3 separate regions of the Sus scrofa genome follow, and regions 1 and 3 are each linked to region 2. A link is a contact called in public HiChIP or PLAC-seq data. All regions are on one chromosome and are shown on one strand. The core of a region is the stretch at or near the end of the contact, and the rest is flanking DNA. Distances in the headings are between cores, read along the strand shown. Region 1 holds the start of ZNF593 (zinc finger protein 593). Region 2 holds the start of PDIK1L (serine/threonine-protein kinase PDIK1L). Region 3 holds the start of TRIM63 (tripartite motif containing 63).

What was found. HiChIP or PLAC-seq counts read pairs in DNA pulled down with a chosen protein or histone mark.
Region 1: an H3K27ac HiChIP or PLAC-seq map of skeletal muscle shows a contact between it and region 2, with 2.8 times the contacts expected there. The contact joins the promoter of ZNF593 here to the promoter of PDIK1L in region 2. A contact is called at or near these places in 2 of 5 promoter capture datasets (fetal liver and liver), 25 of 47 Hi-C or Micro-C datasets (adipose tissue, alveolar macrophages, blood and 15 more) and 2 of 2 datasets of contacts at active chromatin or transcription factors (alveolar macrophages and skeletal muscle).
Region 3: an H3K27ac HiChIP or PLAC-seq map of skeletal muscle shows a contact between it and region 2. The contact joins the promoter of TRIM63 here to the promoter of PDIK1L in region 2. A contact is called at or near these places in 4 of 47 Hi-C or Micro-C datasets (embryonic fibroblasts, epiblast stem cells, fetal heart ventricle and 1 more) and 1 of 2 datasets of contacts at active chromatin or transcription factors (skeletal muscle).

The regions. Positions count from the first base shown.
Region 1 is chr6:83,589,487-83,592,186 of Sscrofa11.1, reverse strand. It overlaps ZNF593 (zinc finger protein 593), which reads right to left and starts at 1,347. Exons shown (of 3, transcript XM_021095611.1): 1 at 1,006-1,347; 2 at 709-771; 3 at 1-625. The coding sequence starts at 1,205. The coding sequence ends at 484.
Region 2 is chr6:83,541,298-83,543,997 of Sscrofa11.1, reverse strand. PDIK1L (serine/threonine-protein kinase PDIK1L) reads right to left here and starts at 1,262. Exons shown (of 4, transcript XR_001309276.2): 1 at 608-1,262.
Region 3 is chr6:83,506,167-83,508,866 of Sscrofa11.1, reverse strand. TRIM63 (tripartite motif containing 63) reads left to right here and starts at 1,396. Exons shown (of 9, transcript NM_001184756.1): 1 at 1,396-1,652. The coding sequence starts at 1,494.

The DNA of each region.
Region 1 (2,700 bases), core at 98-2,597, 48 kb before region 2:
TGAAGCGGGCAGCCTCCACCTGGGCCCTGGGGGGGTATGTAACTCAGCGACAGCTATAATCTTGGGAGCCTACTTCTTTTCTGGGGATCACTCCCTGCCCTCATTAGAAGCAGGGTTGTTATAAACCTGATCTTACCCAGCCCACACACCTAGGCTCCAATGGGGGGTTTCGGCTCAGATGCCAGGATCCCAGAGGGAAGGTAAGGATACAGGTACCAAAGGTGGATAAAGCCCAAGCAGCCTGGGTCCCATGCACAGGAGTAGTAGAGAAACTTACAGGACATGAGTTTGGAGTAGTGGCCTGGGGGTTAGAGTCAGGGGCAAGCCCCCTTTATCCAGTTATTTTATTGGGAGGGAGGGCACTGGGAAGAGGCCATCCACTCCCCAAACCCCGGGCCAAAACAGACTGGTACAGTCTCTCCCAGACTGGCCCTTGCATCACTGTCCATGGGCAACTCTTCTGCCTTGAATTCTCAGGATCTGTCAAGTAGATGTGTCCATCTCAGGGACATCAGTGGATACTTCTGTGGGCACTGCCAGCCGCTGGGGAGGTACATAGGAACCCATACCCGCTGCCCTCTCTGCCTCTTCCTGACTGTAGGGCTCCACACTCAGCTGCTTCAACCTGGGAAAAAGAACAGGAACTGAGAGCTGACCAGATTCGAGTCCCGCCTGCCCGACACCCATCCATTAATTCTCTTCTTATACCTTTTCTTGTGGTCTTTGGATCGGAAGTGGGTCTTCAGGTTGGCAGAATCGATGAAGTATCTCCTGTAGGGATGGGGGGTAAGGAGAAGTGAGAAGGTGATGCCTCTCAGGTACACCTATCTCCCTGACCCTAGCTCATTTCCCGATGCTAGGCTCCAGGCTTGAAGGGATGGGAGGCCAGCAGACCCATGAATCCCAGGAAAGAAAACCCTGCGTTCCCTAGGGCCCGGATCTCAACACCCCCAGCCCGAAAGGCCGACCCTTCTCCTCCTCAGGCCGCAGCCGGCCGGGACTCACGCGCAGGCCAGACAGCGATGCAGGCCGCCCCCTGGCAGGTCGGGGTCGGGCTCGGCGCCGGGGTCTGGTCGGGTCCTTGTGGCAACCTGGGGCCGCAGCTCGCGGTGAATCTCATCGAGGTCCGGCCGCCGCCGCTTCGCCTTCATCTGGCGGGCCAGGGAGTGCGCTCGGTGTGCGCCGGTTCGGCGAGAGCGACCCATTGCTGGTAACAGCGGGACCAACGGGCCTAGAGCCGAGTTGGGAGGACACGTGTGGGCACTTCCGGACTGTGCAGTGACGCCATGTGACGCCGGGGACTGAGCAGGCTCCGGCGGACCGCCTCTGATGACGTCACTCGCGCGAGCAGCGCCCTTGAGCGCCCTCAGGAGGCCCTCGACGTCAGTGACCGAACTCGGGGCGGGGCTCCGGGAAGCGCGTCCTCTTAGGTCGCTGGAGGGGCGGGTGGTGCGTGCCCTGGGGGCTTCAGGGTGGTCCGCTGCCCTACCCGCCCCGCCTGGCCCATCCTATCTCAGTGCCGTCCTCTGGCCCCATCACCTCTTCCAGGCTCCCAGATCTTAGACTCCGCGTTGGGATGGGGGTGGGGGGGCATGCTACATCTCCCTGGAAGCACTGAACAATGTGATGTTAATGAATTAATAAATGAATGAAAATGAATACGTTTGGGATCGCGGCCCTCGCAGGACTTGCTGAGACATCTCAGGTTCCTGAGAAAGCCTCGGCACTTCTCACCTGTCCCCGGTTTTTCCTATCCTGTGAGTTGTGTGTGTGTGTGTTTACGGCCGCACCCACGGCATATGGAGGTTCCCAGGCGAGGGGTCTAATTGGAGCAGTAGCTGCCGGCCTATGCCAGAGCCACAGCCATGCGGGATCTGAGCTGAGTCTGTGACTTACACCACAGCTCACGGCAATGCAGGATCCTTAACCCAATGAGCGAGGCCAGGGCTTGAACCCGTGTTCTCATGGAAGGCATCCTGTTAGTCTTAAGAGGGGTCAGATCCTCTCACAAGGAAAGGAGGTCCTCACAGAAGGACCTCTCATCTTTGACTACTTTCTCATCTTTTGATGCTTGGCCTGGCATCAAAGGCAGAGAGAGGTACAACCTAGGTGTTGTGTACTCAGAGTGGGAATAGAGCCAGAGAGCCTTTCCCCTCGCATCAGAACCTGGTGCCTTCCAGGTTGACCAGAGGAACTCAGCAATAATTCAGGGGCTCCAGTTCTTTGGAACCTGTAGCCAGGAAACAGGGAGAGAGGCACGTGCATCCCTGGGGAGAGGAATCATTTTCCAGCCCAGACAAAGCAGTGAAATGTAAGCCCAGGGCACTGACCATGGGCCTTGGGACCTCCCATTCCGGTTCACAGAGGCTGAGTGTAGGTATAGGGCAGGGCCCTATTAAGGGCGCAGCTTGTAGGGCTGCAGTCATCGGGGCACCACAGTGGGTCCTGAGCCCAAGGACTTTGTAAATGGACTTCATGAATGGAAGAGGACTTTTCTGGAGCCATTCCAAATGATCAAATTCAAGAACTCCTAGGCCCAGGAAGGAGGCTTCTGTGGAGAGAGAAGTTTTCATCATTCCTGGCCAATATGGGCTAAGACAAGGGGTGAGGTGGCAGAATCTGGCTCTCATCACGGACTCCTTTGGATCAGGTTCATCTGCTGGGCACTGTGCCATCTGGGGAGGCTGGTGCATCTTTAAT
Region 2 (2,700 bases), core at 13-2,512:
CAGGATGACTGTGCTGACAGCCCTGTGACAGGACTCCTGGGGCCGGAGGCACGTGCAGGGCCTTCGGCTCTGCTTCAAGGCCTCTCTGCCAGGCCGAGGGGCCAGATTTACCTCAGGGTAGCCGCCGCCGCTTCTCCCTCTCACGGGCTCTGCAGGCCGCCATTATCGGGCAGCTCGCGCCTCCGCCGCCGCGGCCTCCAGTCAGAGGCCGGCGCGCGCCCCCGTGGTGCGCGCGGACACACCCCCTTACGCCGCGCGGCCCCGCCCCCCTCCGGCTTTCCGTAGCGCGAGCGGGGACGCCGAGCTCCAGTCCTATTGGGCGCGCGCCCGGCGCTCCGCTGGCTTCCTCCCGGCTCCCCTGGCTTTCAGGACACGGGAGTCGCGGAAGGGGTGCGCGCTCCGGAACGCACCACTCGTGCCCCTCCCCGCAGGGGTGGTCGGGCCCGGGAGTCGGAGGCCGCTCCATGCACGGGACTCGGTCGCCTTCCAGCTGCGGCAGGCTCGCACGGCCTGCGGTCCTGGGTGGTCCGCAGCAGCAGGTCCGGGCCTAGGGGTGCGTGCTGTCGGCGCCCTCCCCTCCCCCGCCCCGCCTCCATTCACGACCTACCGAGCTGCGGGCAGGTGTGCGGGGTCGCTGGGGTGGAACGCCTGGTGCATCTTCCTCGGCGCGGGCCTGAGATGCCTGCAGGATGCGGGCCTCTTCCGCGGGCTCGCGGGGAGGCACGGCCCGAGCTGGGAGGCCTGGCGTCCACCCCGCCGAGCGGGAGGCTGCACCTTTTGTCAGAGTCACTGAGCCATTTTTGCGGGCGGTGGAGTTGCCGAGGCAGCGGCGGCGCGGGGCTGGGTGCGATCATCTGGGAAGATGCAGTCCCCTGCCCCGCCGGCGCGGTGGTATCTCCCTTAAAGAAGCCGAAGCCGCATTGTTCCGGTGCCCGGCCGCCGCGAGTCACGGGCGCCCTGCCCCCAGTGGGGAGGAAGGGACCGTGGCGCCCGCACTTGGCCGTTGCCGCGCGCGCACGCCTACCCGGTGGCGGCACCCGCGGGCTCTTCGTGGAGGGTCGGCCTCCCCCACCCCCGCCCTGCGCATCTAGAGGGGGAGGCCCGGGTTGGCGGGAGCCGGGATTGACAGCGAAGACAGCCGTTCTTGGGGCCCGACGGTCAGCTTGAGTCATTGGGGTACCCGACAGCTGTCAGCCAAATCCAGGGAAGCGTTCACCTCATAGCCAGTCCGGGACTGTCACTTGCTCAGAGACCCGGACCAATCGGTCGTTCGATATTTTATCTGCCAGAAACCTTCATTCCTTCTAAACTGATTTATTCTGCACCAACTATTTGTCAATAAAGTGGCTAGTCCTCCTCCCAGTGCTGTACAAGGCACGATGTGCAAAGAATCCCTGCTCCTGCCCTCAAGAATCAACCAATTACCCATTTTATTTTCTGTCCTCCACTTATGCAGCTTCTCTGCAAAGTCTGGGGCTGGGTTAAGTCTTTAAATGTTGTCTCCTAATCCCAACCAAACCCCACAAGGACAGGCTTTATGACGAATCTTGCTTTTAGAGGTGAAAAACAAAAGCAAAAACGGATCTTTGTCTTATTTGGCGAAAGTTGTTTGTTTTGAGGGGGGAGCACCTGCCTTGAATACCCACTCAGCTGGTGTGACCCCTTTACCCCCGCCCCCAAAACCCCCTGCTCTGTAATCCCTTCAGGCTTTTGCCCTGAGTGCGAAGTGAGGTTAGCTGTCTCCTGGGAATACTGATGTAATCTAAGGCTTGCTTTCTACCCTTGAAAGTAGAGGAAAGGACTTCCCATTGTGGCTCAGCGGTTCAGAACGCAACTAGTATCCATGCAGATGTGGGTTTGATCCCTGGCCTCGCTTATTGGATTAAAGATCCACGATGCCCGTGAGCTGCAGCATAGGTCGAAGATGCAGCTTGGATCCCGGGTCACTGTGGCTGTGGTGTATGTAGGCTCACAGCTGCAGCTCCGATTTGACCCCTAGCCTGGGAACTTCCATATGCCTCAGGTGCAGCCCTAAAAAGCAAAAAACAAAAAAACTACAGGGAAAATAGAGGGCTCTGTGTAGATAGCCAGCTGGACACCTGTGGGGTAACTGATCAGAATCAGGGGAGGGGTGTCTCTTGGTCAAAGGAGCCTTGTCCTTTTGTTTGTCTCAGTTTGTCTCAGTCATTAAATACAGGAATTCCTCCTCTCAAGCTGGCTGCAGAATTTGGAATCCACTCCCCAAACCCCAAAGTTAAGAAACTGACTCTAAAGTCTGTGAGGTAGATGTTTAAATAATTTGGCATGTCCTCTTTAGGAAAAAGATTACAAAATGAACCCATTGCTAGGGATTTGGAAAGGGTCTTTGTAAGTGAGGGACTCTGAAACTTAAGCTTCAGAATAAATCTGCTCTGAAAATTACATTATATGAGTATGTTTGCCAATAGGCTTTCTACTAGACTGAGAGTTCCTGGGGACAGAAACTTTGTCTATGATTCATTTCTCCAGGCTCCTCTATCTGCCAAAATTATGGTGCCAAAATACTCCAGAGGATAGCATTGCTATACATTGCTGGTGGGGAGGCAAAATGATGTAACTCTAATTAAGGAAATTTAGCAATCTATGGCCACATTGCATATGTATTTACTCTTTCACCCAGTAATCCTAGGTCAAGGCTAAACTTCTAGGAATCTTTTTTAG
Region 3 (2,700 bases), core at 147-2,646, 35 kb after region 2:
AGATAGTCAAGAGGCGGGCATTTCTGGTGGTTGGGGGTGTAAATGGGCAGCATAATGATGACATCAACAACCCCAGTGCTTTCTATGGTTCCTGTTTACCATCCTCAAGAGCTGATTTCTTTTCAGACTTGTCCCTTCTTGGTTCCACGATATCTGCCTTACCCTCTTAGAACCTCATGCAAAGGCAAGAATAAAGCTTTCTTCTGATAGTTTACTTTTTTTTCAGGAGGAGATCCTTCATCTCCAGCCTGCCTCTGCCAGCCTTTGGGTCTCCTTGGCCATAACTATGTCTCTTAGGCAAAGGAGAACACGATTCCATAATAGGCTGCTTCAGAAGCCTTTGTTTCCTGAATCAGTGGAAAGGACCTCCTTCCTGGAGAACAGTGCTACCAGATCCCTGAACAAAACTGAGCAAGGAAGAAGCGATGACCTCTTTTCAACACTCATCCTTCTCCAGCGCCTGGCAGAGTTGACCTCATGTTCCGTAGAGACATAAGGAGCTTGGACTCCTGAGTCAAGCATATCTAATGTCTTCTACCTGCCAACATGGAGGACTGTCCAGAAGGACGTGGAGAAAATTTTAAAGTTGTGCCAAGGGGAACATCTGGATAACTTCTGAGTGGCTAGGTAGGGCTTCGGACCATTTCAGTCGGTCTCCCCTACTAGGCTGTGAGCATCCCAGGGCGGGCAAAAGGATCACTCATTTATCCTTCACCTTGGTGCCTCATGATAGTTAGTACTCAGGAAAATGTCTGGTGAATGAATAAGATTCCTGCCTTTGCCACTTACCTTTTAAATGACTTCAGATAAGGTCCTTTCCTTCTTAGACCTCGGTGTCAAAAGCTATAAAATGAGGGGAACGGATTCTATCTCAAGGGAACACTATCAGCATGAAAGTGGAATCAGTGGCTGAGAGATGGGCTAGCCCGGATGATGGTGGAGAAGGGGGGTCTCAAGTTCTCCAGCCACATGCTGTGCTGAGGGATGGGCCTCATCGGGACGCAGAGGAGGGCACGGACCTGATTTAGGTCAGGGAGGGGGTACCGGCTATTAACCCACAAACCCCAGTGGCCCATCCCCTCCTTACCAGACTGCGGTGGGAGGAGGTGAATTTCTGGAGACATTCTGGGTACCCAGTCCTGCCACAAGCTGCCCACGGACAGGCTGTTCTTGTTTTCGACCCCCATCCCCAGGGAACAGCGATTGCTCATCCCCACATGTGATTTGAGAGGGCCAGTCTTTCAGGCTTGGAGGAAACTCAAGCCTCGCCAGCCACTTGGCACCGGAATGCTCAGCTGGTCCCCTCCTGGGGCTCATGTGACCGGGGTTCAGCTATAAATATCAGAGGGGCCTCAGACCAAGACAGAATTCAGGCGCCAGGAGAAGAGGGCAAAGAGGCTCCGGGTGGGTATTTTGTGACAAAGGCAAGACCCCAGGTTTGCTTAGAGCAGGTGAAGGAGGCAGCCAGGCGGGTCCCCACGTCTCCCAACAATATGGATTATAAGTCAAGCCTGATCCAGGATGGGAACCCCATGGAGAACCTGGAGAAGCAGCTGATCTGCCCCATCTGCCTGGAGATGTTTACCAAGCCGGTGGTCATCTTGCCGTGTCAGCACAACCTCTGCCGAAAGTGTGCCAACGACATCTTCCAGGTCAGTGCTGGGCATGGCCTAGTCCGGGGGTCCCAAGTGGCTACTCAGTTTACCCGTGATGGAAATGCAAAGAGCACTTCTTGCTTAGCCCGGGCCCCTTCCAGCCTGGGGTTGTTTCCCTGCTGAAGTGAATGGCTGCTCCGGAGGCTTCTGGAAGGGGCTGAGGGGGCTAGGGAGGCAGCTCTGGCTGCCCCATTCCTTCTCCATGACGCACATGTCCCCTCCCGACCCTGCCTGCAGCTACCCCACCCCTGCCCTGAGCAGCCGTTGACTCTCCAATCAGGAGTCAAATGCCTCAAGCGATAAGTGGGAGAGGCAAGCAGAGAGGAGAGAGAAACCAGACCCCAGGGGCTGGAGCCAGCTGGGAGGTGGCAGGGGGCCCAGAGCTTTAGGAGAGGGGTGGCCCGGTGGCCGAGAGGCCCTGGGCAGTAGAGGCATCTTCCTTTTTGAAGCTGTTTCCTATACTATGGGGCAGGAGAGGCTTCCTCTCCCTAAGAAAGTGCTCCTGATTCCCCCAGAAGCACTTCACAACATGTCCTCTCACTACTTTGTTTTTAAAGCTGCAGCCCTAGGGAGTTCCCTGGTGGCCAGGTGGTTAAGGATTCAGCGTTGTCACTGCTATGGTGTGGGTTTGATCTCTGGCCCAGGAACTTCCACAGGCAGTGGCCATGGCTAAAATAAAGAAATAGATAAATAATAAAGTAGCAGCCCTATGAGCTGGCTCTAATTATAGGCCCATTTAATGAATGGGCAAACTGAGGCTTAGAGAGAGAAGGTTGCTCGCTCAAAGTCATTGAGAGAATTACTGGGACTTGAACCTAGGTCTGTTGACCTCCAAACCTGTTGATTGCTTAGTCACTCCTCAGATGCTCCCTGTGTAAGTGACTGTTCTCTCATCTCAGGATGGGGAGATTTACCTTTTTTTTTTCTTTGCTTTTTAGGGCCACTCCCATGGCATATGGAAGTTCCCAGGCTAGGGGCTGAATTGGAGCTGCAGCTTCTGGCCTACACTACAGCCACAGCAACACGGGATCCAAGCCTCATCTGC